5 separate regions of the Mus musculus genome follow, and all the other regions are linked to region 3. The links are chromatin contacts, called in public Hi-C, HiCAR-type and HiChIP or PLAC-seq maps. All regions are on one chromosome and are shown on one strand. The core of a region is the stretch at or near the end of the contact, and the rest is flanking DNA. Distances in the headings are between cores, read along the strand shown.

What was found. A called contact is a pair of places that touch in the nucleus more often than the background predicts. HiCAR-type assays count read pairs that join an accessible place to other places. HiChIP or PLAC-seq counts read pairs in DNA pulled down with a chosen protein or histone mark.
Region 1: an H3K4me3 HiChIP or PLAC-seq map of embryonic stem cells shows a contact between it and region 3, with 39 read pairs. The contact joins the enhancer-like site here to the promoter of 4921507G05Rik in region 3. A contact is called at or near these places in 14 of 39 promoter capture datasets (the C10 cell line, the HPC-7 cell line, embryonic stem cells and 8 more), 1 of 15 datasets of contacts at CTCF or cohesin (CD8 T cells), 11 of 484 Hi-C or Micro-C datasets (B cells, embryonic stem cells, erythroblasts and 2 more), 40 of 115 datasets of contacts at active chromatin or transcription factors (the HPC-7 cell line, the SCID.adh cell line, T-cell acute lymphoblastic leukemia and 22 more) and 4 of 9 other capture datasets (adipose tissue, embryonic stem cells, liver and 1 more).
Region 2: a contact with region 3 is called in an H3K27ac HiChIP or PLAC-seq map of regulatory T cells, with 8 times the contacts expected there. The contact joins the enhancer-like site here to the promoter of 4921507G05Rik in region 3. A contact is called at or near these places in 2 of 39 promoter capture datasets (embryonic stem cells and pre-B cells) and 9 of 115 datasets of contacts at active chromatin or transcription factors (embryonic stem cells, regulatory T cells and stem cell-derived neural progenitor cells).
Region 4: a HiCAR-type map of kidney shows a contact between it and region 3, with 3 times the contacts expected there. The contact joins the enhancer-like site here to the promoter of 4921507G05Rik in region 3. A contact is called at or near these places in 8 of 39 promoter capture datasets (the C10 cell line, embryonic stem cells, hematopoietic stem and progenitor cells and 4 more), 2 of 484 Hi-C or Micro-C datasets (nephron progenitors and neurons), 9 of 115 datasets of contacts at active chromatin or transcription factors (bone marrow-derived macrophages, craniofacial prominence, embryonic forebrain and 4 more) and 1 of 9 other capture datasets (adipose tissue).
Region 5: a contact with region 3 is called in a Hi-C map of rod photoreceptor, with 2.5 times the contacts expected there. The contact joins the enhancer-like site here to the promoter of 4921507G05Rik in region 3. A contact is called at or near these places in 7 of 39 promoter capture datasets (the C10 cell line, embryonic stem cells, liver and 2 more), 2 of 484 Hi-C or Micro-C datasets (neurons and rod photoreceptor), 10 of 115 datasets of contacts at active chromatin or transcription factors (the SCID.adh cell line, bone marrow-derived macrophages, craniofacial prominence and 5 more) and 3 of 9 other capture datasets (adipose tissue, liver and macrophages).

What each region holds. Positions count from the first base shown.
Region 1 is chr12:110,477,902-110,483,996 of GRCm38.p6, reverse strand. The region is part of intron 3 of Ppp2r5c (protein phosphatase 2, regulatory subunit B', gamma); the gene reads right to left. The region is part of intron 2 of Gm19605 (predicted gene, 19605); the gene reads left to right. Among named protein-coding and RNA genes, the nearest start is that of Gm19605, 4.7 kb to the left of the region's middle. Within about 2 kb of position 2,961, at least 11 of the 459 cell types and tissues checked have an H3K27ac peak or open chromatin away from gene starts, as enhancers often do. A contact at or near this core is called in embryonic stem cells, epiblast stem cells, stem cell-derived epiblast-like cells and 1 more, where this site is marked.
Region 2 is chr12:110,379,100-110,385,162 of GRCm38.p6, reverse strand. No RefSeq gene overlaps it. Among named protein-coding and RNA genes, the nearest start is that of Gm40577, 36 kb to the left of the region's middle. Within about 2 kb of position 3,837, at least 91 of the 459 cell types and tissues checked have an H3K27ac peak or open chromatin away from gene starts, as enhancers often do. A contact at or near this core is called in regulatory T cells, where this site is marked.
Region 3 is chr12:110,836,765-110,842,747 of GRCm38.p6, reverse strand. It overlaps 4921507G05Rik (RIKEN cDNA 4921507G05 gene), which reads right to left and starts at 1,719. Exons shown (of 2, transcript NR_152102.1): 1 at 1,463-1,719; 2 at 1-339. It overlaps Mok (MOK protein kinase), which reads left to right and starts at 1,809. Exons shown (of 12, transcript NM_011973.2): 1 at 1,809-2,002. The coding sequence starts at 1,996.
Region 4 is chr12:110,535,747-110,541,389 of GRCm38.p6, reverse strand. All of the region lies in intron 4 of Ppp2r5c (protein phosphatase 2, regulatory subunit B', gamma), which reads right to left. Among named protein-coding and RNA genes, the nearest start is that of B930059L03Rik, 53 kb to the left of the region's middle. Within about 2 kb of position 1,454, at least 14 of the 459 cell types and tissues checked have an H3K27ac peak or open chromatin away from gene starts, as enhancers often do. A contact at or near this core is called in liver, where this site is marked.
Region 5 is chr12:110,559,028-110,564,855 of GRCm38.p6, reverse strand. It overlaps Ppp2r5c (protein phosphatase 2, regulatory subunit B', gamma), which reads right to left. Exons shown (of 16, transcript NM_001373949.1): 11 at 3,388-3,558. Among named protein-coding and RNA genes, the nearest start is that of B930059L03Rik, 29 kb to the left of the region's middle. Within about 2 kb of position 1,340, at least 9 of the 459 cell types and tissues checked have an H3K27ac peak or open chromatin away from gene starts, as enhancers often do. A contact at or near this core is called in rod photoreceptor, where this site is marked.

The sequences.
Region 1 (6,095 bases), core at 1,712-4,211, 360 kb after region 3:
GAGTTTCTCAACTAACTCCATCCCTACAACCTCCCCGCCCCCACTGCCTCTCAAGACCTGCAGGTGGTGCTGAGGGCAAACGTCACTTCCCTCAAGTCACCCCCTGAGTGAGGAGTGATCCAGAGGGACTCAGCAGACACAAACAGCAATGTGGGAAGGGGCTAAGGGGCCACAAGCAGACACTTCTGCCTGCCAATAATTTCCTATGTCATCCGAGGTGAGATGGGGGCTAGCATACACTAGAGCTATGCTCATGAACTGGAATACAGACAGGCAGGAGAGGAGATGCCTAACAGCTTTATATAACATAGACAAATTCAAAGGCAAAAGAGCGAAGACACTTTTTGATGTATTTTTCCTAATGATCTTACATCAAAGGATTTCAAACCTTATTAGTGATTTCTCCCATACTCTTGGAAACCTTAGGCATACAAAGTAGTTTTTAAAGACTTCTAAGACTATAAAACATGCCGCACTAGATATAAGGCAGGCACACCATACTCTCAGCATCCAGCTGAGGCAGGAGGAACTCAGGACAGACTACACAGTAAGCCTATACAAAAAGAGACATACATCACAGGAGAGCAGGGGACAGGAGCAGTGACCCAACACCAACAAACGCTCTCAGACCATGAAGAATAAACCAAGTCGACGGATGGGGGGAATCATATGAACAGTCCCCAGAAGACAGCACGTAAGTGATTCGCAAACAGTCAACTCAAGCCCTTCCTCGCACCAAAAAACCCGCTGGGAATGAGACAAGCAAACCAAGACAAGCCACGACTTCTCCAACCCCACAGCTTTTACAAGAAGAGGGATCTTCAGACAGGATGAGGGATCAACCCTACAGCTATAGGCCAGCGCCTGATGGACCCTGAGCAGATCTGAAAACAGTTACTCTGTGTCTCACAAGAATCTACTCTGTTGGTTTTTGCTTTTCCAGGTAGGCTTTGAGTAGCCCTGGCTGTCCTGAAACTCACTCTGTGTACCAGACTGGCCTGGTCTCAAGAGATCTGCCTGCTTCTGCCTCCTGAGTGCTGGGATTAAAGGCGTGTGCCACCAATACCCACTCACCAGAATTAAGACCAATTCAAATAACCCTGACCTTTTCCACATCTCCCTCCAACCAAAGAAAATATAAATACAGATTAATAAAATTTATTAGAAAAACATTAAGCCCTTAGGATTTAAATGATCAAGTTTGTGTAAAAAAACAAAACTATGAACAATCAGAAACTGCAAGGCAGAGTGTTTTTATCTATTAGGGCAATGATAATTTTTTTTACAAATGTCTGTATTTATTTAGTGCACACATGTCAAGGGACAAATGTGAGGGTCAGAGAACAGTTCAAGAGTCAGTTCCCCTTTCCTGCTATGTCGGTCCCAGGGGTCAGAGCCTAGGGGTGACAGCAGCACTTTTGCCCACTGAGCCATCTTATCCACCCAACTCTAATGATACAGAGAACAGTAACTGCGTTGTGCCAGAGCTTTGACAACAGAGCTATCGACTGCTCACTGGCTTAGAAAACAGTCAGGCAACAGGCACCGAGAGGCTTTGCTTAGTAATTTTACTTTAAGAACCCATTCTAAGCCGGGCTTGGTGGCGCATGCCTTTAATCCCAGCACTCGGGAGGCAGAGGCAGGCGGATTTCTGAGTTCGAGGCCAGCCTAGTCTACAGAGTGAGTTCCAGGACAGCCAGGGCTACACAGAGAAACCCTGTCTCGGGGGGAAAAAAAAAAAAGAAAGAACCCATTCTAGAAATAAAATAACCATGGATGAAACAGTTCACTAAAAACATATTTTACAACTGGGCTGAAATATGACACGTAACACAAAATCTATTCTTTATTACATTTACCTGGGTCTGTGCCCCCCCCCCCCCACACACACACACATACCACGCCATGAAACAGAGGACCCACCTACAGGAACCAGACCTTTTCTTCTAGCATGTGTCATCTCCTGAGCCACCGTGCCAGCCCCATCCTAACTAACCATTTTCACGTGTGCACCTCAGTGGTCTAGAATCTTTCAGATGGGTGCCCTGACGTGGAATGGAGTAAATCCACTCTAAACTCTGTGAGGTACCTCCATATGGTTGTTAAAGTTCTTGTACCATCTGCTGTTCCTACCAACAGCACACAAGTCCCCGTCCTCTTCCGTCAGCAACACTGGTTTGCGTGTAATCTCGAGGTAGTTTTCATTTGCATCATTAATGATTAGTGATGCTGAGCCTGTATGCTTGGGCCTATGGGTCATTAGTGTATATTCTGAGAAATGTCCACTTGAGTCTTCTATATATTTAAATGAAGTTGTTTCGCTGTTGTGCATGTGTAGGAGTTCATATGGTCAAGATATCAATCTGTTATCAGGCTTGTCATTTGCAAATATTTCCCTCTCCTCTGTAGGCTGCCCATTCTGACGACTGTGCACCCTCACACACACTGAGGTTTTAAGGGTGACATAGCACAGTTTACCTAGTTTGTCTTTTATTATCTACAATATTTAACAACGTGTCCAAAAATTCACTGGAATCTAATACCATGAACTCCCCACTGCCAATTCCTTCAAAGACTTTTTATACTTTTGGTTGACAGCACTTAGGATTTTGACGCCTTCTGAGGTAATTATGTTTGTGGACTTCCAGTTTCCAGTACTTTCCCGCTCTGAGCTGGCTTTACTCCTGGCTCTCTATGCTGGTTTAGCCTTGGGTGTTGTTATGGAAACCCACAGTCATCCTGTTTACTGTAACTTTGTTGCTTTAAAATCAAGATGCGTAAGGTGCCAGCCCTTTCCTTTTTCAAGATTTGGAATGTCTTGGTCTTCCCAGTGGATTTTACGATGACTTTTTCTGTTTCTAGATGAAACCATTCACCTCTTGGTAGGACTGCCTGCATCTGTAGGTCCCTAGGCTGGCACTGATCCCTTAACAACCCTAGGCTTCCAATCCAAGAGCATTGGCTGCTCCTCTGGTGGTTTGACTCCCATAGACTCATGAATTTGAATGCTAGTCCCATAGGGAGTGGCGCTGTTAGGAGGTGTGGCCTTGTTGGAGTAGGTGTGGTCCTGTTGAAGTAGGTGTGGCCTTGTTGGAGTGGGTGTGGCCTTGCTGGAGTAGGTGTGGCCTAGAGGAAGTGCATTACTGTTGAAGTGAGCTTTGAGATTTCCTATGTTCAAGCTCCACCCAGTGTGAAATTTCAGTTTCCTTTGGCTGTCTTCGGGCCAAGACACAGAACTCTTGGCTCCAGCAGCGCCATGTCTGCCTGCATGCCACCATGCTTCCCGACATATTGATAATGAACTAAACCTCTGAAACTGTAAGGCAGCCCCAATGAAATGTTTTCCTTTATAAGAGTTGCTGTGGTCGAGGTGTCTCCGAAATAAAACCCTAACTAAGACACCCTCCTCTCTTCAGCACTGTCTTCTATCTCTGTTCTGGGTGTCTTAGAGTTTTTAGTGAGGAGTTTCTCAACTCCTTAATAAGAAATTCCTAAGAAATTTATTCGTTGAGAATATGACCTGTTATTTATGATTCTAAGACACTGTAAACTAATTTAATGTCAAAGGAACTGAGAAAGGTTGTGAAGTTTATACAGCCATACACGTGTAAAAATTAGAAATATGAGCGGAAAAGGTGACACAACTTCTCAGTGTCTAGGAGGCCACTGAGGGTGGCACGGATGCACTGGCCACTCTTTAGCGCTCTCACTATTGTCAGCATTGCTAAAGTCGTTTGCTCCGGAGCTGAAGGGGGAGGGGGGAGGGCACTGGAAAGAGGGAGCCGTCAATGGCCCACGAAGCTTCCTTCTTTGGCTGGGAATGAAGCAGCATGCCTGTGTGATCCTGTGTGTGCCACGTATGACTGTAGGTCTCTGCAGCCACGCCTGTCTGCTGCAGGAGGAAGCTTCCCTGATGATGGCTGAACAAGACACTGATCCATCGGTTAGCAGAATGCTATTAGAAGTTCCGATACGCCATAGTGATCCCCTTGCTGAGTTCAAACCAAAGTGCAGGACCCAGGCAGGATGCCACTAAGCCCAGTCCAAACAAGGTCAGCAGAAGGCAGGTGCAGCCATTGCTCGCCTCAGAACACGCCTCTGTCCACCAACTGAATACCGGAAGGTCCCCACGTGATGATTGGGGACACAGCAGAGCCACTTATAGAACCTATGTGGAGACTAACCCTGGAGTGGCCACTGGGCTTGACCACTCTGGGGGCGTGGCTCCCCCCCCTCCCGCAGGCGAGCCCTCAGACAGTGTATAGTGCCTGGAGGGTGCTCTGTTAGTGTATGGCAAGAACAGGTTGAGCACTCGGCAGCCCCCCATCTGGTCAGAGTGCCTTGACTACTCTCACATCTCTTCCTGGCAGTGCAAGACTAAGAGGGAGGACATGCTGCTGCATCCCGGCAGTCAGAGCACCACCCGCGGTTGTGAAGAAGACTCCCATACCGCAGGCGAGGCCGTGGCCTGTGCCTTAGCCATCACCCGCCCAGTGCTACAACTGTCTACACTGATTCTCAGTTGCTATGGCTACACTATCCAGGGCTGGTACGGACAGGCCTCCTACAGGACAAGTGCCAGGGGAGCTGGAGCGGCCCATGAAGGCTCTGGCCGCTTCCAACTGCGGAAGAGACCAGAACTCAGCCTGCATCCTCTGCTCTTCTGTCGCTGTTTTGTTGTCTACTAAAAACAAACAAACAAACAAAACAAAACACCTGCCTGTAAATACATCCCACTGATTTTAATTTTACAAAGTAGTTCTGAACAAAACCTTCAAATCTTGATTTCTAAATTGAGCCAAAGGTTTTCTTTGGTTTTCCTTTCTCATCCACCGCAATCTGGCATTTACTGGCAAGTCTGTGGTACTGCAGTGGCAGTGTGTGGCATCAGGCTGGCCAGTGTTGGCACCTGTGTGAGTGTAGCTGTTATGGGTCCTGTTGGGGAAGAAGTCTAACCTAAAACCTCTGCCTTCACTTGTAGTTCAAAATAGACTTTCCTTAGACAGATCAAAGCTCCCTAGTACGCAGCTCTGCTCAAAGGCTGCCAGGAAAAGTCCGTTGCCAGCATCAAGGACAAAGGGACAGGCTCGGGTGGCCCTGTTGATTCGAGCAAGTCTCCAGTGACTGAGCAGAGCCACCAGAGCTTACCTCACAAAGCTTACCTAACAAAGCTTGCCTACTCCAGCTCCTGCACGCAGACCCGGGCCCACTTTAAATCCTCGCAGCTGGGCTGGGATGCCTTTCAGACCAGAGCAGGTGCTCACATCTTTTTTTGTTCTGAGAAGACAGGAAACCCATGAACTCTATAGAAAGGATTCAAGCGTCTCAGAGTTTCCACACCAGCTGTTTTATACGGTCTGCTTCCACCCTCAGCTGCTGATCTCCTTTTCAAGAGCCCCGAGGCAGAGCAAGGAGAAGGGAGCCATGAGAGAGCCTATGCCTGGGCATCTTGGGCACCCTGGGTATCCTGAGAGGTGGCACCACAGCAGTCACAGCAGTCCCTGAGAGGACAGGGGTGGACAGGCCAGAGCTGCAGTGCTCTTCCCTCCTCCAGCAAATGCAACAAGTGTTTCCTGGATCTAGAACAGACACAGGCCCGCCCGCCCTCACAGACAGCGGGGCGATGGCCGGCATGAGGTAAGGGGTAACACGTTTGAGCACTTTCTCCGCAGCTGTCGAGTAAGGAGGTGTCAGCATAAGCAATTCGACATCACTGAGCCTCAGAAAGGAGTCATGTGCTGGAGAGCCTTGAGGGCCTCCTGCTGAAGCAAACGGAACCAGATGGAGGACAATGCAGGAGGAGACCCCTAGTCATCAAACCCAGAGACAGCAGAGCTCAGGAGGCCTGGGGGCTGCTGCAGGGCAAAGCTTCTGCGAGGGGGATTCAGTGTGGGGAGACGTCAGTATGCACGGGCCTGTCAGGAGGGTCAGGTCGGGACCCCGTAGGCTGCTGAAGGCACACCTGTGGTGTGTAGGTCACATGCTGAGCTCACAGTGTACATCTTACCACAGCTCTAAGAGGAGGTAAAGTAAGGTCTGAGCCAGGGAAGTTCAGGAGACACTGGGCAGCAGGAGCGATGGGCCATGGGATACCA
Region 2 (6,063 bases), core at 2,588-5,087, 460 kb after region 3:
TGGATGACTCCAAATAAGGCTTGCAGGCTGCCTCAGGGATGATTGTCGGGCCACATGAATCCCAACGTTCGACAATTCTCATTATGTCGCCTAATTAACGATTTAGACTTTTGGGGGGGATTACTGCTTGTCTTGCGACTCTGATAACTTTCCAGCTTTAATTAAAACGTTGTCAATTATAGAGGGAATAAAAATATCTGTAAAATTACATCCATTTAGACAAGAAATACTTAAGGAGACCTGAGGCTTTCCTAGCCTCTGAAAAATAACAATTTTTAAGAGTTTAAAAAAGTCTGGATTATTAAATGTTGGAAAGTATAAATAATTTTAAAAATCTTAAACAAGATAGGATGTATGAAGTTGTTTCTTGGCATTTTGTTCAGGAATTAAATATTTGAAAATTTCCCAAGATGTAACCATTACTTCTACATGTGGATAATATACAATGTAGTCTGATGGGGCGGGGCGGGGCGGGGCGGGGCGGGGCGGGGCGGGGCGGGGAGGCTTCTTGAGGTTTTCATTTCCCAAAATACCTTCAATGGGTTGGTGTGTTTGAAGTATATTAGACTTTTTATTTTTGATTTTTTTGGATTTATTTATTATTATGCATAAGTACACTGTAGCTGATTTCAGAAGCACCAGAGGAGGATGTTGGATCTCATTACGGGTGGTAGTGAGCCACCATGTGGTCGCTGGGATTTGAACTCAGGACCTTTCGAAGAGCAGTCAGTGCTCTTACTGGCTGAGCCATCTCGCCAACCCAGACTTTTTTTTTTTCTGTAGTGAAATAAATTTGTTTTAGTTAATAAAACAAATTGTTTTTAATTTCTAAGATTCATTATAAAATTTTGTAAAGAATCAGATTTTGAGTAATCATAATAAAAATGTAAAAGTATCCATAAAGCTTAGAGTATTGCTCGGTAGGCAGAGTGCTTACCCAGCACGCACGAAGTCCTGGGACCCAGCCCTAGTGCTACGTGGGGACCTGATGTGGCACACTGCCTGATCCAGTACTAGGGAGTCAGAGGCAGCAGAATCAAGAGGTCAGAGTCTTTCTTGGCTACAGAGTGAGTTCAGGGCCAGCCTGGGCTACACAGGACCACCCCCACCAACTCCTAACACACACACACACACACACACACACACACACACACACACACACCCTCACGAGTGGAGAAGTGACAGAACAACTAACAAAATCTATTCTTCTTTACTTGGAAGCTAGTCCAGAGTCGCTCTCTGAAGACAGAGTGGAAGGTTATGGAAGCCGGAACATGACCAGAAAGAGAAGGAACTGTTTCTACTCCTTGCAGAACAAAGAACTAAGCTGGGCCCAGACCTCATCTGACTGAGCAGTAGGAAGCACCAGACACTGTCTACAGCTGCCCTGAGCTGCCCAGCGGACAAGCCCCCCTACTGTCTCAGAGACCAGAATAATAATGACCCTACTGAGGGCAGGTTCCTGTGAAAAAGAGGAAGTCCCCAGAGAGCAGCTGGAGCCTGGAGGCTGCCATCTTGGCCTCAGGAGGCAGGCAGAAGAGAGGTGGGGACTGTTTATGTTGATAAGTACTGATAAGTTCTGATGATAAGTACCTGAGACTATGTATAAAGGACAGGGTGTGGTTCTGGAGGCTACAAGCCCAAGAGCAGGGTACCAGGATCTGGAGATGAGGAAGGACCACGGTTGAATCAAAACACAATAGGGTCATTATACAATAAACAGAGACAGCATGCAGGCTCCTCTCTCTCTCTCTCTCTCTCTCTCTCTCTCTCTCTCTCTCTCTCTCCAGGGTCCTGGGGCTTGCTATGTAGACCAGGCTGGCCTCGAACTGAGAGATCTAAATTCTGTGATTAAAGGTGTGTGCCACCATGCCTGGCTGTTTTCTTTCTCTTAGGAGCCATCAATGCAGTCTTGTAGGCTCTATGTAGGTGATGGCATCCAGCCAGAACCACCTCTCAAAGGCTCCATGTTCAGACACCATAAACATGACTTTCGGGATGAAGTTTCCAACACTTGAGACCTGTGTGTGTGTGTGTGTGTGTGTGTGTGTGTGTGTGTATGGGAACATGATGATAAGTTATTCAGCGTATGCGCATGATCAAGTTGGGGCCACTGGCATATCTTCAACCTGTAATCCTTTTATGTACTGGAAATCACACAGCTGCTTTTCTAGTCATTTCGAGGTCTATTCTCTCTCTCTCTTTTTTAAATTTTAAATTATTTATTTATTTTATTTATACGAGTACATAGTTGTTGTCTTCAGACACACCAGAAGAGGGCATCAGATCCCATTACAGATGGTTGTGAGCCACCATGTGGTTCCTGGGAATTGAACTCAGGACCTCTGGAAGAGCAGTCAGTGCTCTTAACTGCTGAGCCATATCTCCAGCCCCAATTTCATCCCTTTTAGAGCCGAGGAATAGTCTCCTGGGTAGGTCCGCCATGTTTTCCATGTCTGAGCACTGGTTACTTGGGGTGGGTACTTCTACAACAAACATGGGAGTGCAGGTAGGTGTCCTGTTTTTCTAATACATGATTTAATTATTTTTAAGATTAGAATATAATTACATTATTTCTACCCTTCCTCTTGCTCTCTCCAGTCCCTCCCATGTCCCCTTCCTTGTTCCTTGTCAAATTCATGGTCTCTTCTCCTTTAATTGTCATTCCTACCCCCTTATACACACACACACACACACACACACACACACACACACACACACACACCCTTTAGTGTATGTTCAATTTCAGGGCTGACCACTTGGTATTGGATAACCAGTTGGGCCTCATTCCTGAACCCTTGGCGCTCTGTGTAGGGGTGCAGCCCTGTGAGATTTCCCTCTTCCTGTACTTATCCAGGGCAGCCATATTGTTGAGGTATCATGAGTAAACTTTGTTATTTCTAGTGGACACAATCTCACAGCTGACTTTCTGGTCTTCTGGAAAACTGCAATCTTTCTGTTCTCTCTTTTGTAAAGTTTCCCCAAGCCTTAGGTGAAGGAACTGTAGTGCTGATGTACCAACCGGGGCAGTGCCCTGCTGGCTTGTTCTCTGCATTCTGAGCAGCTGTGGTTTTCTGTAATGGTCTCTGTTGTACAGAGGCGTGTAGGTGTCTTTTTGGTGTCGTGTATTCATTTCCTTTGGGTTGCTGGCTTATATGCCAGTTCTATGTATCATGTTTCGAATATCCATAATGGCTGTTGATTTGTTTCCGTGGACAGACAGGCAATATGCACTTTTGGGAACAAACTGTGGTGGGGGACACATTGCAGACAGGTATAGGGGGCCAGAGGCCAACCTTTGGGGTCAACAAAGAGCTGTTGAGTCAGCCCACCTTGGAACCTACTCTGCTGCTGGGCTTCCTACTGAATAAAATGACACCCATAGGCGCCTTGTGAGCTTGGATTAGCTTAGCTCCTGTTCTCTGTAGTGAGTCTCCCCCTGGGGCGCGGGGGGTGATCCTCCCTGATCAGCGACTGCAGAGATGGGTGGACAAGGAGCTTAAGAATGGATTGGGATCAAAGAGTTATGTGGAAAGAGGGCTGGGGGTGAAGGGGCCTTGGGCTGGCAGTCAACAGCAGGCAGGGCAGGAAGTACTGTTTTTCCAGCCAGAGCCGGAGGGAACCAGTCTTGCAAAGCTGTGCGATGACTCAGAAGGGAGGACAGTGTCGTGTGGGGGCGGGAGGCAGAGTGATCACTTTCCCCGCCGACAGGCTTCATCTTCAGAACATTCGATCAGAGGTGAGTGATCGTGGGCGTTAAATGCTCACCTTTAAAGGTCAACACGGCAGACAGCCGGCCTCGTGGCCCAGACGTGTGCCTTGGGTAACCGCAGTGGAACTCATTAACTTGTCACCACGGTCCTGGAGCTGTCAGATGGCCTTCCTTAGGAGGTGCTTTATCCCCAACCCCTCCCACGCTGGCCAGCCCGAAGTACCAAGTCACACAGCCCACAGAGCAGGGAGCTGAGGGAGGACATGGTCAGGCCCCCACCTGATGCTATCATCCCCAGTCTGAAGGGCAAATGGCAAGAGAATGCATGCACTGAGCACTTCTGTATGTGACACCCTGCCTGGAAGTACTTAATGCTTAGTTCTAGTCAAAGGAAGGGAGTCTTGGAGAATTGGGGATCACTCAGATGTCAGGCTCTTAGGGATCCACTAAAAAGTGTTAACCTACCTGGGGACATCAAGCTAGGTCCTGGGATGGTCTCTGACTCCTGCAGAGACCATCGCGTGAAGTGAAGCAGGCTACATCATAACACAGCGTCAGGGGCTCGGAGAGAAGAGCTGAGACCCACTCGCCTCTGCTTTCTCTTCTCAACTCTGTTCCCTGCACAAATCCACTTCCCCAAATATTTATTGAGTGTCTATTAAGCCCAAGTACTGTTACCTCCCAGCTCAGGGCAATCTCTGCCTTCTAGGGTACACAGTCTGAAAAGAGACATCATGGGTGGGACATCATGCAGGGACAGAGATGCCTGGATGGGGGACTGGGGAACATGAAGGGACAGTCAGGAAGGGACAGAGATCTGACTGCAGAAGAGAGAGAAGGATCCCACGACTCCTTTAAGGCCTGTCAGAGTTCCAGAGATGACCAAGGACCTGGGCCCGGGTAGGGCACTCACGTGTGGGGGCTGTCTGCCTTCAGGGACCCCACAGCTAGGCCACCCGAGAACCCCTGGTGTCCATCCATCCATGGGATGTCTCTGTGTGGAGTGGTGGGCCCACCAGAAGGCATGGCCTCTGAGACTTTCTGGGGTGTCCCCCTCTAGTCACTTCAGATTTAGCCCGGCTATACCCCCGACCAATTTTTCTCTCCAAGTATGTGGCAGGGTGGGGAGTCCACTTCCTGAAGGTCCTGAGTTGCTGGGGTTTGAGCAGGGTGAGGGCGAGGTGCTTTTCTAGGGCGGCCAGCTTCTGTCTGGTTCTATACCCGCCGCGGTCTTATGGGAAGACTCCAGTCCTCAGCACACAGTGTAGACATGGAGTTTCAACCCAGCGGACTCTGACCACCACCCTGCTTGAGGCCGTTCAGTGCCATGCCTCGCATGCTCTTAAGAAAATGATCAAAACCTTCAACAAGGCTCTGCTTAGTGTGCTCACACAGCATCGTCCCAACTGCTCTGAATTAATCACTGCTCCCAACCGCCTCGGATTAATCGGGTGTGAGTGTTGGCTTAATCTCCTCTCCATTGGAGTCTAGCTGGCACTGCGGTACCCCTGGAGCTGTGCAGTGACATGTTTATATGTAGAAAATTAAGCAAATAATAAAAACAGCTGGCACTGGGGTGTTATTATCTCCGAGTTCACAAGCTCCATGTTTTGCATACATTAACTTCAACCCTCAAACACCGAGGCAGCTGCTGCCGGCATTGTACAGGTGAGAAGCCCGAAGCAGCGAGGTCAGGTGACTTGTCCCAAGGTGTTCAGGAAGGGATCGGAGCCAAGCAGCCAGTCCCAGCAACATGTTCAGAAACAAGAGATGCATTACTGATTCATTGTATGAGTGGGGAAAAAAAAGGCAGACAACTTTTTAAAGGTGAGAGAAATCCCCCAGAAAGGAACGTCATTAGCATTTTATGTCATTTTTCCTCGGCATACGTTAGGTACAGCCTTAGATGTAGCCATGTTTTTGGAACCTGATGGTGTTCACTCCACGGTGCTTTGCTGTCTGCTTTTTTTTTTTTTGGTTTTTCGAGACAGGGTTTCTCTGTGTAGCCCTGGCTGTCCTGGAACTCACCCTGTAGACCAGGCTGGCCTTGAACTCAGAGATCTGCCTGCTTTTGCCTTCCAAGTGCTAGGATTAAAGGTGTGCACCACCACTGCCCAGCTTCTGTTTGCTTTTTTTTTATTGACAGCCATCTGAGACACTTTCACACAGTGCCTGATTGATTTATCTGTATCTTTTTTAAAAAAATATTTATTTATTTATTTATTAAATGTAAGTACACTGTAGCTGTCTTCAGACACTCCAGAAGAGGGCATCAGATTTTGTTACGGATGGTTGTGAGCCACCATGTGGTTGCTGAGATTTGAACTCAGGACTTTTGGAAGAGCAGTCGG
Region 3 (5,983 bases), core at 470-2,969:
TTGAACTCGCAGAGATCGGCCTGCCTCCACCCATAGCCCCAAGCCACAGTGCTGGGACTAATAGCAGGAATGTGTGACAACCCCCTTTTCTCTGTGTCTCTTGCTTTTTCCAGACGCCTGAGTTGATTCTCCTGGCCTTCTTCACTAAGGCTCCATGACTCTAAGCTTGTCCTTCCTCTCCCCTCTGCAGCGGCTGGTGATCGAGCTCAGTCACTGAGTTCTAGCTTTTATCTTCCTCTTCACATTTTTAAATTTTGACATAGAGCTCTGGAACACACAGTCACAGGAAGGCAGAACATTTTCCATAGAGAAACCGAAGTCCTGCTTGTGAATTCTGGGCTTGGGGTGAGATGGAGAAACAGAAAACAAATAGGGAAATGAAAATAATTTAAATGTTTCACTCCCAATGTGTGCATATGAAAACTGTTAGACAAAAAAAAAAAAAGAAAGAAAAATAGACAAACAGAAGGGCTTTTCAGATGTTACTTCTATTTTTCTATTTATTTATTTGTTTATTTATTATGTATTTATTTACTTATTATATTACAGTAAGTACACTGTAGCTGTCCTCAGATACTCCAGAAGAGGGCATCAGATTTCGTTATGGATGGTTGTGAGCCACCATGTGGTTGCTGGGGTTTGAACTCAGGACCTTTGGAAGATCAGTTGGTGCTCTTAACCACTGAGTCATCTCGCCAGCCCCAGATGTTACTTCTAATTTGCTAAAACACATCAGTTGTTCCAGGGGCCAGTTTGAAACACACCCTCCATAAAATATGTACACGTTGAAACCCTTTGCGCCCAACTTCTTCTGGGCACAGAAACACAGGGAGTCAGAAGCCATGGGCTGGTGTCTGGGTTCAGTGATCCACCAGGAGGTGCCCCTGACAAAGCTCTTTATCATCTTGGGACTCCAACAACAGGATATATGGTTTCTATTGCCCAAGTCAGCAAAAACACTTCTCCCATCTGCCTGTTTAACTGGGTCAAAGGGTAAAGTTTGTCCTGAATCCTCAATGCTTAAAATCAGGCTTGCCCCTAGACAGATAAGAATGATACAGAGGTGACAGGTGCTGATTCCCCTGGCTTTTGGACAAACATTTATTAAGCACTTGCAGTGTGACAGACCCTGTCAAGCCTTAGGCAAAAGCCCCTAGGAATTGGGTGGGGCACCAGGGACATCTCATTTAGTCTTCACTGCGACCACTTGGGTAAGGATTTTTCTTTTTCTTTCTTTCTTTATTGAATTTAAATGCAGTTTATTTTTAGACAACCCACATGACTTTTTTTTCCCCTTTTTTTCTTTTTGAATTTAAATGCATGGGGTGAGAATTTTTCAACCTCACTTTACAGTAACAAGAATTTAGGGATCTCGTCTAGGTCGCTTTTCATTATATCTCCAATGCGTGCAACACTACTTTTAGCAAAGTAAATGTTTGTTGAATTAAGCAGTAAAACTTACAAATTACACAGCAGTAGCTATCAGGCTGCTTTGATGCTCAACTGTAGGTGTTGTCAAGAACAGGCTCCAACTAGTGTTACAGGCAGTTAAAGCTCAAGGAAATTGTTCTCGTCTGGTTCAACATCGTTACATTCTCGGGAGAGCTGGGAAGAGTCAGTCCCACCAAGGTCGCCTACTCACTAGGTAAGAAATTATACTTAAATTTAAAGCGGCGAGAGGTTGCGTAGCGACCGAACCGAGGCGGCAGGCTGCACCGCGCATGCGTGAACGGGCCAGCGGTTTTTAAACCCTCTCCTTTGCGCATGCGTATACGCATGTCTCCGGAACGCCCCTCCCTCCTAAGGGTCTGGCGGTTGCTAAGGCGACAGGAATACAATATGGCGGCCGGATCCTAACGCTCCCCAGCCAGGGACCACCGCGAAGGTCCTCGAGCCGGAAGCCACCTCTGGAAGGGAGAAGGCCGGTACCACAGTCTCCTCTTTTCTTTTCGGTCCGGGGCCGTCCAGGGGCTGACGGCGTCATCCGCGTTCAGGATGAAGAGTGAGTGGGGCCGGAGAAGGGCTGAGGGTCCCCGGGGCCTGCGGGGCGGCGCCGCAGGTACCCGGGGCTAGGCAGCGGGTTCTGCTGGAGTTTGAGGAGTTGTGTCATTTCGTTCATTCACTCGCTCATTCGTTCGTTCGTTCGTTCGTTCGTTTGTCGGATCGCATCTGAAATCTCAAGACATTGGCCGTCGGCTCTGAGCGCTCACACGGTGGCTCCCCGCCCCTGCGGGACGGCGGCTTAAACCGCGTTCGAGAGGGACGCTGGGCCGCCTATCTTACTTTCTGAGTTAAACAGTTGTGGTTCTGAAAGCATCCTTTTAGCGGAATGTAAAACGGTTGCTTAGAAGTTGGGAGATGAGGCAGTCTTTCTAGAAAATAGAAGGACTGGAAAACTGGACTTAGTGCCGGGTTTGTGGGTAACCTGGAGTCCAAATGCGACTAGACAAGTCGGTTTTGTTGGGACCGCTGTTTGATTTTCATAGATATACGGTTATGATTGCCTGTGATAGTGTAGCCAGAAGTGTAGTCTCTTACCGTGATTAGATTGTGTTCTCTGTAGTTACAATATCAAATTGACACTACATTTTAATTGCAGTGCAGTAATTTCTATGTACCATAAATGACATAACATTTAAAAAATAAGTCATCTCATTCACCCTTCAGTCTTGTGTCACTGTGTCACTCCCTTTAAGGAAGATTAATGTGGTCTTGAGGGGAGTGACGGGCGCATTCATTCCCCTCACTTAGAGGCAGAGGCAGTTGAATTTCCATGAGTTTGAGGCCAGCCTGATCAGTATAACAAATTTCAGGATAGCCAAGCCTACTAGACAGAAACTGTCTCAAAAAAAAAACAAAAAAAAACAAAAACAAAATCTGATGCAGTAGCATGCACCTGCAATCCCAGCATGCCTATGGTGAGATGGGAGCAGAGATAAGAGATTCCCAAAGAGCTCGAAGTTCAGGCATATGCAGTGCTAAACACCACAGACACTACTACAGGTGTTCCTCTCACCCCAGCTATGGTATCTTCTCTCTCCCTCCACACCCTTCTCTCTAGTATTCTCTCTCTCACCACAGATCCTATAGACACACTTAAAGAGGAGAAAAACAAAAACAAAAAAAAATTTAAGAAAAGTTAAAAAATAGACACATCATAAAATGCAAATTATATATGCAAAATATTAATTTAAAAAAATTTAAGTTTTATATATATATATATATATATATATATATATATATAGAGAGAGAGAGAGAGAGAGAGAGAGAGAGAGACAAGGCTAGCCTCAAACTCAGAAATCTGCCTGCCCCTGCATCCCAAGTGCTGGGATTAAATGCATGCGCCACCACCGCCCGGCTCATTTTGGTTTTTCAAGACAGGGTTTCCCTTTGTAGCCAAAGCTACCCTAGAACTAGCTCTGTGGACCAGGCTGGCCTAGAATTCAGAGATTAGCCTGTTTCTGCCTCTCAAGTGCTGGAATTAAAGGCGTGCACCATCACCACCCTAGGCCTCCAGAAAGTGGATTGTGGCCAAAGTTTTGGTAACACCCAGGTTTAGCCAGTTTTCCTGTCCTCCTCCTTTGCCTTGTAAGTCATTTGCATAGTGAGTGGCAAGGTGTCCCAGGGTAAAGTTAAGAGCATCCGCTCTGGAGGTGGAGGACATTGCAGCCAGGCACGGAGCTAGGCAGACCCACAGCCTCAGGAGTCCCTGCCGCCTCTCAGCCCCCTCAGCTCTCATCCTTAAACAGGTGTAGTGACAGCAATCTCCAGGGAAGATGCTGAGGATGCTGAGGGGTCAGGTAAGACGGTGTGTGTGTGTGTGTGTGTGTGTGTGTGTGTGTGTAAGACACCACTGTGTCTGGCATGCAGACTGGGAGTGAGTGCCTGGCTGGCCCAGTGGATGGAAGACATCGACTCGAGAGAGAAGATGAGCTTGACCAATCCTTACTTGAAGACATTTGTCCTTACTGGATCTAATTAGAGTCCTTACTTTTTCCTCTCTAGACTGTTTTTTGGTTTGGTTTGGTTTTTGGTTCTTTGAGACAGGCTTTCTCTGTGTAGCCCCAGTTGCCTTGGAACTCACTCTGTAGACTAGGCTGGCCTTGAACTCACAAGAGATCCGACTGTCTCTGCTCCCAAATGCTGGCAGTAAAGGTGTGTGCCACCACTGCCTGGCCTGTCTGATTTTTTTTTTTTTAAGATTTATTTATTTTATGCATGTAAGTACACTGTAGCTGTCTTCACATACACCAGAAGAGGGCATCAGATCTCATTACAGATGGTTGTGAGCCACCATCTGGTTGCTGGGATTTGAGCTCAGGACCTCTGGAAGAGCAGTCAGTGCTCTTAACCACTGAGCCATGTCTCCAGCCCCTATGTAAATGTTTTAATGGATTATTTAATCATACCTACAAAAACAAAAGCAAAATTATACATCCTAATACATGCTTTGCCATGCTATCAGAGGTTTTTTTTTTTTAAATATTTATTTATTTATTATATGTAAGTACACTGTAGCTGTCTTCAGATACTCCAGAAGAGGGCATCAGATTTCGTTACGGAAGGTTGTGAGCTTCCATGTGGTTGCTGGGATTTGAACTTGGGACCTCCGGAATAGCAGTTGGCGCTCTTAACCACTGAGCCATCTCGCCAGCCCCCAAGGTTTTTTTTTTTTTTTTTTTTAAGAAGAGAACAAGTTTAGTCAGTGTGCTCCGAAAAGAGCATCTGGAGCAGCCATGGACCTGTTTAGCATTCTCGCAGTGTGTGGGTTTTCTGTGTGTGCACACACTTGGAATATACATTTTCATGTATACTCTGCAGGTTTGCCAGTGCCACGGATCTCTAGTCAGTTGCCTGGGCTAGTGGATGTGGTATAGATGTAAATGGCTGTAGGGTTTTGAATAATTTTGTGTCTTTTTTTTTCCCCACCATGTTTGGTAATTCAGGTCGTTGTTGCTCAATACAGAAAATAATTAGTATGGTACCGCCCTCTTTGTTGAAAGTCCTGGTCTGGTTTTAGTAGTGTGGTTTGAAACACTTAATCTCCCAAAGAGACTCAAATGGATGGAGTTCCTTTTTTCTGCAAATTCTAGCTGTACTAACGGTTAACACCCTCCAGCCCTTCTTACCCCACAGTGGAGCTGGGTTGTACTGAGGGCACGACCTGCCCTACAACTTGGGAAAGACAGTGTTCACACTTGCACACCACAGGTCCCACAAAAGCAAATTTTACCTCTGCTTTTCAAGTGCTAATAGGTTCCTATTCCACAGACCCAGATTTGATTAAACAAGAATGACAAGAATTTTAATTGATGCAAATGGATTCCTCTGTTTTCCATGGTCCACCTTCTCTGTCCTTGACGCTTGTGTTTTTCCCTGGGTGGTTGATTATTCCTGTTAGTGTGGGGTGGGACATGTGTTACCCATAGCTCAGCTCTGGTCCCCCTCCCTAGCCCTGCCTGGGGCTTTCTGGGTAGCTGTGAAGTGTGTGACCCAGCAGGGTCCCCTGAGAGAAAGCTGCTTCTCCTGGGTGGTTTTCCTAGGGCTGCAGCTGCTTTTTCTCCTCAGACCTCGGACCTCTCGTTCTTGTTTGATACCCCAGACATTATGGCTGCCAGCAGAGCCAGGGAGAAACAAATGAGCCTTTATCTGCCTGCCCCAGCCATGGGTAGGGGATCCAGTTCACTTTGTTGCTGGGTCAGTGGTCCAGAGCCAGCGAGGCGCTGCCTCACTCTGAGTTTGTGTATTTAACTATCTTAAAGTTCACAGTCGACTTTTTTTTCTTCTTCTCATGTTCAAAGCAAGCCTGCTTACCTTACTTGTGATGAAATGCACTTTTGGAATTTATTGTGTCAGGTTTGCCCTCCTCTTGAAGCTAAGTGCGCCACAGCTGCCTGTGGACGGCCTTTGTACACTGATCTCATCTTTAAGAATGTTCTTTCTGAGTTTCTCTTCTGTTGGTGCTAAGCGCTAAGCCAGGAGA
Region 4 (5,643 bases), core at 205-2,704, 300 kb after region 3:
GAGCGATGGGACCAAGGCCGGATGAAGGGCCGGAAGCCTGAGGTGCTGCGCAGTGTGCCAGCCTGTCATAATCTTGTAAATGGATGCATATATTCTGAGAATAATGGAGATACAGACACAAAGCAGGAGCGGGTCGCATGTGGGAGGGCAGCATGACACTGTGACCTTTTCTCATCTAGAGTCAAGACAGGAATGGGCATTCTGCCAGGGTCTCAATGTGCCGTCTCTGAAAAGGGCAAACCCTCTCTTCACACCAGGCTGCTCTGAGGGTCACAGAGAACATCTGCAAAGCATTCTGGCTCATGCCATTGCTCATCATGTCCCAAATGTCTTTCCTGGAGACAGTAGGAGCGGGCATGTGTTTGTGCTAATCCACAAGGCTCCACCTGTGCCACGCACGACTGTAATACCAGAAAGAACCGACACTCTCGCTTTTCACTACGACAGCCCCGGGGATCTTTCTCAAAGGGTCTTATTCTCTGTTTTAAATATAAGCCAAGCCGGGTGGCCACGCCTTTAGTCCCAGCACTTGGGAGGCAGAGGCAGGTGGATTTCTGAGTTTGAGGCCAGCCTGGTCTACAGAGTGAGTTCCAGGACAGCCAGGGCTACACAGAGAAACACTGTCTCGAAAAACTAAAACTAACTAACTAACTAAATAAATGCCAAAGCAGCCTGAAAAACAATTTACAAAGAAGACTCTTACAGTCCAGCAGCCCTGTGCAGCTTCTCTGTACCTGTATCAGCCATCACCAATGAGTGGGTCCGTGACCACTTACGTAGCTGTGATGTAAAGGGACAGTGTCAAATAGAACAATGATTCTCATTCCAGAGACACTGGGAGAGTATTCATTTCTCAGCTCTTTGGTTTGTTCTGACCCACCGCTCCCTCACTTCCGGTTCCCGCAGTCCTAGCGAGCATGATTTCTATCTGGGAGGCCAAGGGCCAAATGATGGCTATCTCCAAACACTTCCTTCCACAGACAGCACTGGGGTACCGGGTTCTAAGAGTCAGAGTGCGAAGAGACACATTTCTGAGAAGTCTTCAAGTCACCATTTGTTTATATGTTGTATACTTGTAAAGCAGGGGCCCAGACCTATCAGCAAAGGTGGGCCCCAAGACACAAAAACCAAAATAAAAAACCAAGGGCAGCAACATCAACAACGAGAAGCTGTATGGATGGAACGATGCCATAAACACAGACATGAAGACATTCGGCGCTGAGAGCTAGTCATCTGGCTAGGCGGCCTTCAGAGAAAGCACAGAAAGGGATAAAAGGCTCTATGGACAGCTGCAGCAGCGCGACAGAACCTTCTTCACCAAGGCCATCTCCTACAGGGAACCCACAGAGAAATTTTCAAATTGAATTGATCGGTTTGTTGTGTGCCAGCAGGTGTCACCTGGAGTTCAATGACGTGGGTACTCTGGCTGGTCTGTGAGCTCCAGGAAATAGCTACCTTTCCAGCAAGGGCATCACACATGCATGCTGCTGTGTCGGGCTTTTTCATAGAGGATAGATGGCAGGCACTTTACCAAAGAGCTACCTCCCCAGCCCTGCATGCAGTCTCACACATACGGTGAGACAAATCTTGGATAAACTTGGTGAATGTATTTAGCCAGCCCTCTAGCAGACACTCAGAAACTCGCACAGAGCAGGTCCTCTGGAAAAGTGCACATCGGTCACCTTACTAACGGAACTAAGTACAAAAAACCTGCCAAAGGCGGTTCAACCTTTGCCTCTCAGCTGTAACGCAATGCAGTTCTCACTGCTGTCCCTACTCTCAGCTCCTGCACGGTGCTTCTCTGGAGTGCTCACCTCAAGTGCACCTGGATGGTGGGGACATGCTAGGCTTTCACTCCCAACCCGGGCCCTACGACATTCACTCAGTAGCTCTCCAGGGGAGCGAGGCAGAGCCAGAACTGCTTTTAAACACCGCCATTTCCCGCCAAATAGATGCCTGCACATGGCACTTAAAAACCCATCCTTAAAATTCTTACATTTGAATAGCTTTTCATTTTTACAGTCTGTTCAAATATGGATGAATGTCTCTCTCTCTCTTTTTTCCCCCTGGTCTTTTCTAGACAGGGTTTCTCTGTATAGTCCTGGCTGTCCTGGAACTCACTTTGTAGACCAGGCTGGCCTTGAACTCAGAAATCCGCCTGCCTCTGCCTCCCGAGTGCTGTGATTAAAGGCGTGCGCCACCACCGCCCAGCGGATGAATGTCTGAAATGCTTGCTACCAGAATTGTTTGCATTAGTATGTATGTGTGTGTGTGTGTATACACACACATATATGTGAGTTTTTGGTTTTTTCGAGACAGGGTTTCTCTGTGTAGCCCTGGCTGACCTGGAACTCACTTTTGTAGACCAGGTTGGCCTTGAACTCAGAAATCCGCCTGCCTCTGCCTCCCGAGTGCTGGGATTAAAGGTATTCGGCACCACCGCCCAGTGGATGAATGTCTCTTATCTGAAATGCTTGCTACCAGAATTGTTTGCACTAGTATGTATGTGTGTGTGTGTGTGTGTATATCCATACATATACATACACACATACTATATACATATACATGTATATACATATACACACACACATACATACATACACACGCATATATATGTGAGTTATTTTGGGGATCGGATTCAGGTTTAATTTGTTCCTTAAACATATAACCTGGAGATAAGTTAAAACAAATTTTCCCCATTAAATGCATACAACTTTTTTTAGTGGGTCTAGGTCAACTGTAAACATTTCCATTGTGGTATCATGTTGGTGCTCAAAAATTCAGTTTGGATTTTCAGATTAGAAGTATTTATTCTGTGTGTTCTAGTATTTAAAATAAGATTTCATTTTATGTGTATAAAGAGGTACCTGGGTGTGTGCATTGCACACAGTGTGCCCTTGCCTGTGGAGGCCAGAGGAGGACACTGGTTCTCCAGAGCTGTAGTCACAGATGGTTGTGAGGCTCCTGGTGTTGGGTATTGACTCTGGGTCCTCTGTAAGAGCAGTGAGGGCTCTTAACCATCACTCCAGATGCCCAACTTACATGTTCTAACATATGGTTGAAAATATCAGGGAAATAAAAATTTATAATCTTTATAGGATATTAAATAATGGGGATGTAGTTGCAATTCTTTTAACAACTGTTCTAACAATTCATAGTATTTTATAGCTATTGTACAACTAAGTGTGTGACACTATCTTACTTCTGATAATGATGAAATGGGACAGCCATTTTACTGTGTGAATTTATTTAACATTTTTAAGAGTAAAGAAACCATGACAAGTAATAGCTCGTAAGGCAGGTCAATTAGTATCTGCTTAGAAATAACAGTGTCCAACAGTGGGAGGGTTGGAGCTGAGCTCAGCTGGCAGCCTGCTTGCTTGGCAGGCAGGAAGGCACGGGCTCCTCCCTGGCACATCATAAAACAGAGCACAGGCTTGTAACCTAGCACGTGGAAGGTGGAGGCCGCGGCGTCATAAATTCAGGGCCATTCCTGGCTACGCAGCCAGCATGGGCTATAAGAGACTCTGTTTCTAACAAAACAGAACAGAAAACCAAACCACACCAAGTGTTTGCTGAGTATGTAGCGGCTTGGCAGGGGACTCCTCTGTCAGGCACAGGCCCCAGATTAATTCCCAGTATTGTAAGAAAGCAAAGTAGAACAAAGGTGGAACAAGAAACGAATCCTGAGTTATTTCCCATGGCCAATGGTTTTAAGTACATTCTGGATGCTGAATCCCAAAATGTTTGATGCTGACCAATTTTAACATGAAGCTGTAAGTGCGGTCTAGTGAGCAGTTACACCTGGATTCTAAGATCAGTTTTTTAACACATTTGCTCTGTCTAGCAGCAGATGGATATTTTTATTGGCATAAAGTGTGAGGGAGTTAGGAAGCCTTCAGAATATCCCATCAATATGCCCTACCTCCCACACAATGTAAGGAAGTGAGAAAGGCCATGGAACCATCACTTACGTGACTGCCTTTAATCCTACTACCCTGTGCCCATGGCTGACTCAGTTGAGGCCATAGCTAAGTGTCATAGGGATGGGCTTATTCTACTGTCCTAAAGACCAAACTCACTAGGTAAAAATTCATGGCACTACATCCTTCTGATCCCAGGAGATGGAAGAGATGAAGGGAGCCTGTAATGACCACCAGGACACTCCCAGGCTGTAGAGCCCAGCAGGAGGGGCAATGTGAACTTGCAAGGCTGAGTCAGTCCCACAGAGGAGGGAGTTCTGAAACTGGAAAGGTCCTGTCGTTGATTAGCACAACATCATGTAGCTATTTGATGTGAGAAAACTACCAGGGGCCATGAAAACACACACAAGGATTAGTGAGGACCCAGTACAGTTGACATTTTACCCGTAGGTTTCATGTCCCTGGATTCAGTCAATCAAGTCTCAAAAATATTTGGCATAGCTGGGCGTGGTTTAATCCCACACCTTTAATCCCAGCACTCGGGAGGCAGAGGCAGGCGGATTTCTGAGTTCGAGGCCAGCCTGGTCTACAAAGTGAGTTCCAGGACAGCCAGGGCTATACAGAGAACCCCTAAAAAAAAAAAAGGCAATAAAATGCTGCATCTCTGCTGAACATAGAGACTTCTCTTTTTAAGTCATGGTCTTCTAAACAATACAGTGCATTATATAGCACCTGAGGTGTTCTAGGTAATGAGTCATCACACAGCACCTGCAGTGTTTTAGGTGTAGTCTCTAGAGATGACTTAAAGCAGGAGAAAACTGAGAGTGGACAGGGAGACGTGCTTCTGCAGACATGATACCCCTCATATAAAGGTCTTGAGCATCCCCTGATATATGAATCCCCCTGGACATTGAAAGATAACTGTATTAGGGGAGGCTGGGGAGAGTGGCTACTTTATCAAGCAGGCCAGGAAAACTCCCAACCATTGGTGCCTTGGACTCAGCGCCATCTGGGCCTTGGATTGGCAATGGAGAAGTTGTTAGCTCTAGGCTAGCACAGCTCAGGTCCTGCTTAATGGTTAAAACAAGAACCAAAAGGATCAAACTGTCTCCATATTTCTTAATTGCATCTCCAAGTATGCCTCAAAAACATTAAAAGGAAAAAAAAAACTAAATATACAGGACTCAACAGGACAAATGCACAGTTTCACACAGGTGAAGACCAGATAGGTGGAAAACAGGGAAAGGCAATGCACACTGACAGAATAGGCCATCCACCTGGAACTGACCTGACTGAGGTGGGTATCAGCAGACAAAAAGTGAGGCATAGACACAGAAGCTATAAACAAAAGATACAAATCCAACTACCAGGGGTGATGCCCAAAGGGTGAGACATGAACTACGGGGTGGAACTGACAGATGAGAGACCGGGGAGCCTGAAGACAGCAGGGGAGGAGCCAGGCAGGAACCGAGGAACAGCAGAGAGCAACGAGACAGCACCCGCGAGCCCGGGCAGCCCCAGATCCCATGACTCTGGGATCCAATATACAGTAATCAGAGAACAGAGTCCCAGAGACCAATGGCAGAACACAGTGGAATACAGAAACAGACTCACTAATATAGTCAATTGATGTACAACTACTGTGCAAAGCTGTTCTATGGAGGTTGGCAGCCTCTTCAATGATAGGGCGGCTAAAAGAGCCTGCAGACAAATGAGCCAC
Region 5 (5,828 bases), core at 91-2,590, 280 kb after region 3:
CAGAAGAGAAGCGACCAAGATGGCCAGGGAGTGAGAAAATTTAAAACAGAAAAGGCACAGGGAAAACATCTAAATATTAAGAAAGAGCTGGCCACATATTTCTGGAAGGTTTTAGAACTGATCCGAGTCAATGGGGACTGGACTTATCGGGGAGGCCCCTACAGGAAAGAGTGAAGAGTCTCGGCGGTGGATGACCTGTGCTGGGCTGGTTTCCAAGGTTTAGAATCCTTTAGTCACAATCCCTGTCAGAGGTGCCTCTGCTTCTCTGGGGAGACCTTGGCTGTCCCTGTACACTCTACCCTTGGCTCATGGGGAAAGGCACAGTGTGCACAGGCGGGGAGAGCAGGCCTGGCTCACTCGCCTTTGCTTCCCCGGAAAACACGGTCAATGCCTTGCAGGCGTCCTTCCTACCTGGGCTTGTTCTTCCACATGAAATTTTATCAAATTTGACACATAGTAGCACACACCAGTAATCTTAGCACTCTGAATCTGAGGCAGGAGGATCATGACACGAGGTCAGTTTGGGCTACAAAGCAAGTTCCAGGACAGTCAAGACCACACAGAGAAACCCCATCTCAAAAAACCCAAACCGGGGCTGGAGAGACGGCTCAGTGGTTAAAAGCACCGACTGTTCTTCCGAAGGTCCCGAGTTCAAATCTCAGCAACCACAACCATCCTTAATGAGATCTGACGCCCTCTTCTGGTGCATCTGAAGAGAGCTACAGTGTACTTAGATATAATAATAAATCAATCTTAAAAAAAAAAAAAAAAAAACAACCCAAAAAACCCAACCAAAGGCTTCTTCCAGCAACTGTTGAGTGTCGAACTTTTCACCTAGAAGTAGGCCTTTGTGAGCCATGCACCCATCCTGGAACACTGGCTAGAATGGTCTTGTGTAGCAGCCACAACTGTTGTGTCCAGAATACACAGCTCCACAGCTGCCCCCGCCCCCCCCCCCCCCCCCGACTTCTGGCTCCTACAACCCTGTCTCTTCTGGGGCTTCCCTGAGCCTTGGAGGAAGACAGTAGGGCAGGGATGTGAAGGCCAACACTCTAGTCACTTACTCTGCACTTGGGTCATCTATGGTTTTGTGTTAGCCTCTGTCCACTCTACAAAGCAGGCTCTCTGATAGGGGTGTGAGCAGCACTAAGCTAAGGGTGCAGAGTCAGCGTTTGGAAGCCCGTTAATCCGTTAATCCGTTTAGCAAACTGATGGCAGTAGGTTCTCCCCAGGGCCTATGAACGCTGGGCCGCTGGTTCCCGCACAGGGTTACCGTGAGATCCTTCTTATCAGGCAGGCTTTCAATCCAGTTAGATAGCTGTAGGTTATCCCTCCAGACGTTCACGCCCTTACTGTACGGTTCCACTGGGTGTACCTCCCTGGGGAGTAGTTACTGGAGCCTCCCTAGCACCTTGCAACACTATGGAAACTGGCAATCAAGAAGCTTCCAGCCAGTACCAGCTTGATTTCTCTAAGTCCTGTGACCAGAGTGCATGGTGTCACCAGCAAAAGGGTCTTAGCCCCACATTCCAGTCGGCAACTAAGTCGTCTGTTGCTGTGAAGAGACACCACATCCAAGGCAGCTTACACAGTGAAGCAACTGAAAGTTAGAGTGCATGGTGATTAAGGCAGGGAGCACGGCGGCAGGCAGCAGGCAGCAGGCAGCAGGCAGCAGGCAGGCAGGCAGGCAGGCGAGGTGTTGGAAATCCACTCTTGTTCAAACCAACATGGGAGGGCTCCCCCCCCCCCAATAACTTGAAGGAAGGTGTCTCATGCTTGGTTTTGACTAGTTTTTGTTCGATAGTTAATGGTTTCTGAGAGAAGTATTAATCTCCCATGCAGAGAAATTCTAATTAAACTCTCACCCCACCCCACCCTTAGATAAAATAGGTTTCCATGTCTGTAGGCATTCTTTTCTATCTCTGGGGAGGGTCAGGTTCTCACATACTCTTGGGGTCTCTCTCTCTCTCTTCCAGGGGCTCTCACACCTGCGTCCTGGCTGGTACCCAGAGTGGGGATGAGGGGATACACAGAGTTTTAAACGATGCTCCTTGGTGAAAACTGCTCACTCCCTATGTTTTGGAAACACAATCTTCCGGTTCTAGTAAATTGCCCATGGATGTTTAAAATAACAACAGCTCAGGCTTCCCAGGGCTATAATGAATGCAGTGGGAAGCCTGTCCAGGGGTTCCTTCTCAGCAGAAGCAAACCCAGCCTTGTCCCCAGCAGAGCTGTCAGGCTTCCTTGTTTTAGGTCTGCTGCTGGTCCCATGGCTTCCTTCATAACTCTGGAAAGGCTTTGCATGGGAGGGCCTCGACACTGAGAGCAGTCTCTCGGGACTGCTGGTCTCTTCACGCAGTCCTGGGTTGCTCAGCTAGTTTCATGGTGGCTAAGCAGTCATCGCTTCCAGGGCCACAAAGTTCTGCTGACCATCACATCAGCTGGACACAGCAGAAGGTGTCCCTGGAAGGAGACACAGCCAAGGCAGCTCAGAGAACTTGAGAGTAGAAAGTGGGTAATGGACACTAGCTTTCCAAACTGGATTTTAGTAGTAAAAAAAATAAAAATTAAAAAAAATATTCAGAAATATTCTAAATGCTGGAATTAAAGGCATATTGCCCTCTACTGCCAGGGAGAAATAGTAACTTTTTTTTTTTAAAAGAGTTATTTATTATTATAACTAGTTACACTGTAGCTGTCTTCAGATGCACCAGAAGAGGGCATCAGATCTCATTCTGGGTGGTTGTGAGCCACCATGTGGTTGCTGGGATTTGAACTCAGGACCTCTGGAAGAGCAGTCAGTGCTCTTAACTGCTGAGCCATCTCTCCAGCCCTTAACTTTTTAAAGATGTAAAGAGATACAACTTTATATGTCAGAAAGGAAGCACCTTATGAAGAGAGAGATTTTCAGAGTTAAAGGTTTTTAATTGTTGAGGTATTCATTGATTTGGATAACTCAATTATGAGAAATTAGGGTCCTATGAACGTAACAGCACATCACCTGAATGCAGAGCTTTGCAGGGACAATGCTGTCAATCACAGTGGCTGAGAAGAGTGGTTTCAGTGAGCAGCATAGGGGCCAGAAGTAAAACTACCCAGAACTAAGATTATACTTTATTTTTGGGTACCGAGTCTCTCTATAGCCCAGGCTGGTCTCAATTTGTAGCAATCCTCCTGCCTTAGCATCCTAAGTACTAGGATTACAGGAATGAGTCACCCCATCTGGTTAAAATTTTAGCATCTAATTCTGAAGTATATGTTAAATAAAAAAAAATTTGAATTCCACCAGTCGATCACAGCAGGACCAGAGCATAAACAGCTTCATGTAGAGAAAGTCATTTTGACAGGAGCACCTGGCCCCCACCCCCGGCACCCGGACCCACATACCTGGAAGTGAGGGCTGGAAACACATTTGGCTAACTGTCGGAAAAGAGGCTCCATGATCTTCACAAACTCTGATGGTTCAATTACATCTAAAATTTCTTCTAATTCATTTAAGAACATTACTTCTTTTGGACTGTGAGTCTTTGGCCAGTATTTGAGAAGTGCCATTACCACCTACAAAACAGTAACAGCAAACAAAGTGATCTCACAGGACGCCAAGACACCCTAGGGCACTGGTTCTCAACCTGTGGGTCACGACCCCCACAGGGGTCACACATCAGATCTCCTGCATATCAGATATTTACATTACAATTCATAGCAGTAACAAAGTTACAGTTATGAAGTAGCAATGAAAAAGTTTAAGGTTTGGGGTCACCACAACCACAGGAACTATGCAAAAACAGCTGCAGCATCAGGAAGGCTGAGAACTGCTGCTCTAGAGGAAAATGACGTCCCCACTGCCAAGCATGAGACACGTGAGACGGAAACGGTGAGAATCATCCCCACGCCTTTTCTCTCATTAGCAGTCTAGTTTTGCTGGGCAGTGGTGGCGCACACCTTTAATCCCAGCACTTTGGAGGCAGAGGCAGGCGGATTTCTGAGTTCAAGGCTAGCCTGGTCTACAGAGTGAGCTCCAGGACAGCCAGGGCTACACAGAGAAACCCTGTCTCGAAAAACAAACAAAAAGCCAAAACCAAAACAAAACAGTCTAGTTTTATATACTTTAATGTGATCCATCCCCTCTGATGGAAGAGCAGTGGAGTGCTCTAGAGTGGAAGCAGCCAGTGTAGACACTGCTAGCAACCTTCAGACGAATGCATACTGCACCTCTCAAGGTAACTGACTGCTTGTCACACACAGTTTACAACTTTGTTAAAACACATCAAAAGCATGTTGTCAATCTCACAGATGTAAGCCCGCATGCACTGAAGGTGTTGGACCTGAGCGGGGTTCCCGATGCCCCCCCTGTGTGATCACCCAGAGCCCAAGGATGAGTCCTGGAGAGTGCTTGGTCAGGAGGAAGCACATGGCAGCCCAAGCTTCCACTGAGCGCAGTGCTACCTTGTCTGAGGCCCAGGGAGTCAGATTATAAATTCACAGTGCTTCCCTACTCTGTGGCTACTGCACGTTACTCTCTTTGCCTAAGTCAGAAAGCTACAAGGAGTGCCTGCTGGGCAACTTAGGAAGATGCTCCTCTATGCTTTCAAAATATCTTACCAAACTACACCCGCACAAGATACTTGACTTGGCTCAACAAAGATGAACTACAGTTTTAGAGTTTAGCCATTATTTTCTAAAAAGTGCAATGAGCACCAGCAGGCCTATCTTCATAAGGGCACATGTGTGCATACACCTGTGCTTACACACCCCTGCTCACACACCTGTGCTTACACACCCCTGCTCACACACCTGTGTTCACACCCCTGCTTACACACCTGTGCTCACAAACCTGTGCACACACCTGCAAACATACATCTGTTCACACACCTGCCTGCTCACACACCTGTGCACACACACCTGTGCACGCACCTGTGCACAGGAGTCACTTGTTTCTCTGAAGCAGTGTGAGGCCTTGTCTGTGAGGCGAGATGGAAAGATGAAACGTGAAGAGACAGGAGAAAGGAAACCCTCGTTTTGGGACTTAGCTTGAGTTTCCCATTGGTTGAAGATTTAAGAAACCTGAACAGAACTTACAAAGCCAAGGCTGTCTATAGAGAACACTCCTTTGCCTAAAGACTTCAAACATGGAAGCTAACAACAGACTATGCCTACTTGAAGTCTGGAGGTTTGAGGTCTGGATTTGAGGGATCAGCACTCTTCTTTAATACAATGAACTTCATAAAGCCTACCTTAGGATTTCACTTGTAAAGGAAATTCTTTTTTTTTTCTTTTCTATCACACCTACTTATTTCCTGTGTGTTTATGTGTGTGGCGTCAGAAGGAGCTGGCAGAGACTGGGTGTCTCCTTTCACCGCATGGGCCCCAGGAACTGAACCCATGTTGTCAGTCTTAGCATCGAAACCTTTATCCACTGAGCTACCTTGATGACCCACAGAAAGAAATTCAAGATAAAGAAAAAAAAATATTATACAAAATATTTGGTTTCTTGAGACAGGGTTTCTCTGTGTAACCCTTGCTGTCCTGGAACTCACTATGTAGGTTGGCTGGCTGGTTTCAAAATCAAGAAATCTGCCTGCCTCTGTTGGCTTCCTGAATGCTGGAATTGAAATATGTGCCACCTCCCCCACCTAAACTTTTACAATCTTTAAACACTGTTATAAGTTATATCCTTTGAACAATGTAATTAGGACAGAATCTAAATCAATCTCTCTCTCTCTCTCTCTCTCTCTCTCTCTCTCTCTCTCTCTCTCTCTCGTGTGTGTGTGTGTGTGTGTGTGTGTACTGTATAGAGAGGCAAGTGCAATTCTCCTGGGAAGTTGGAA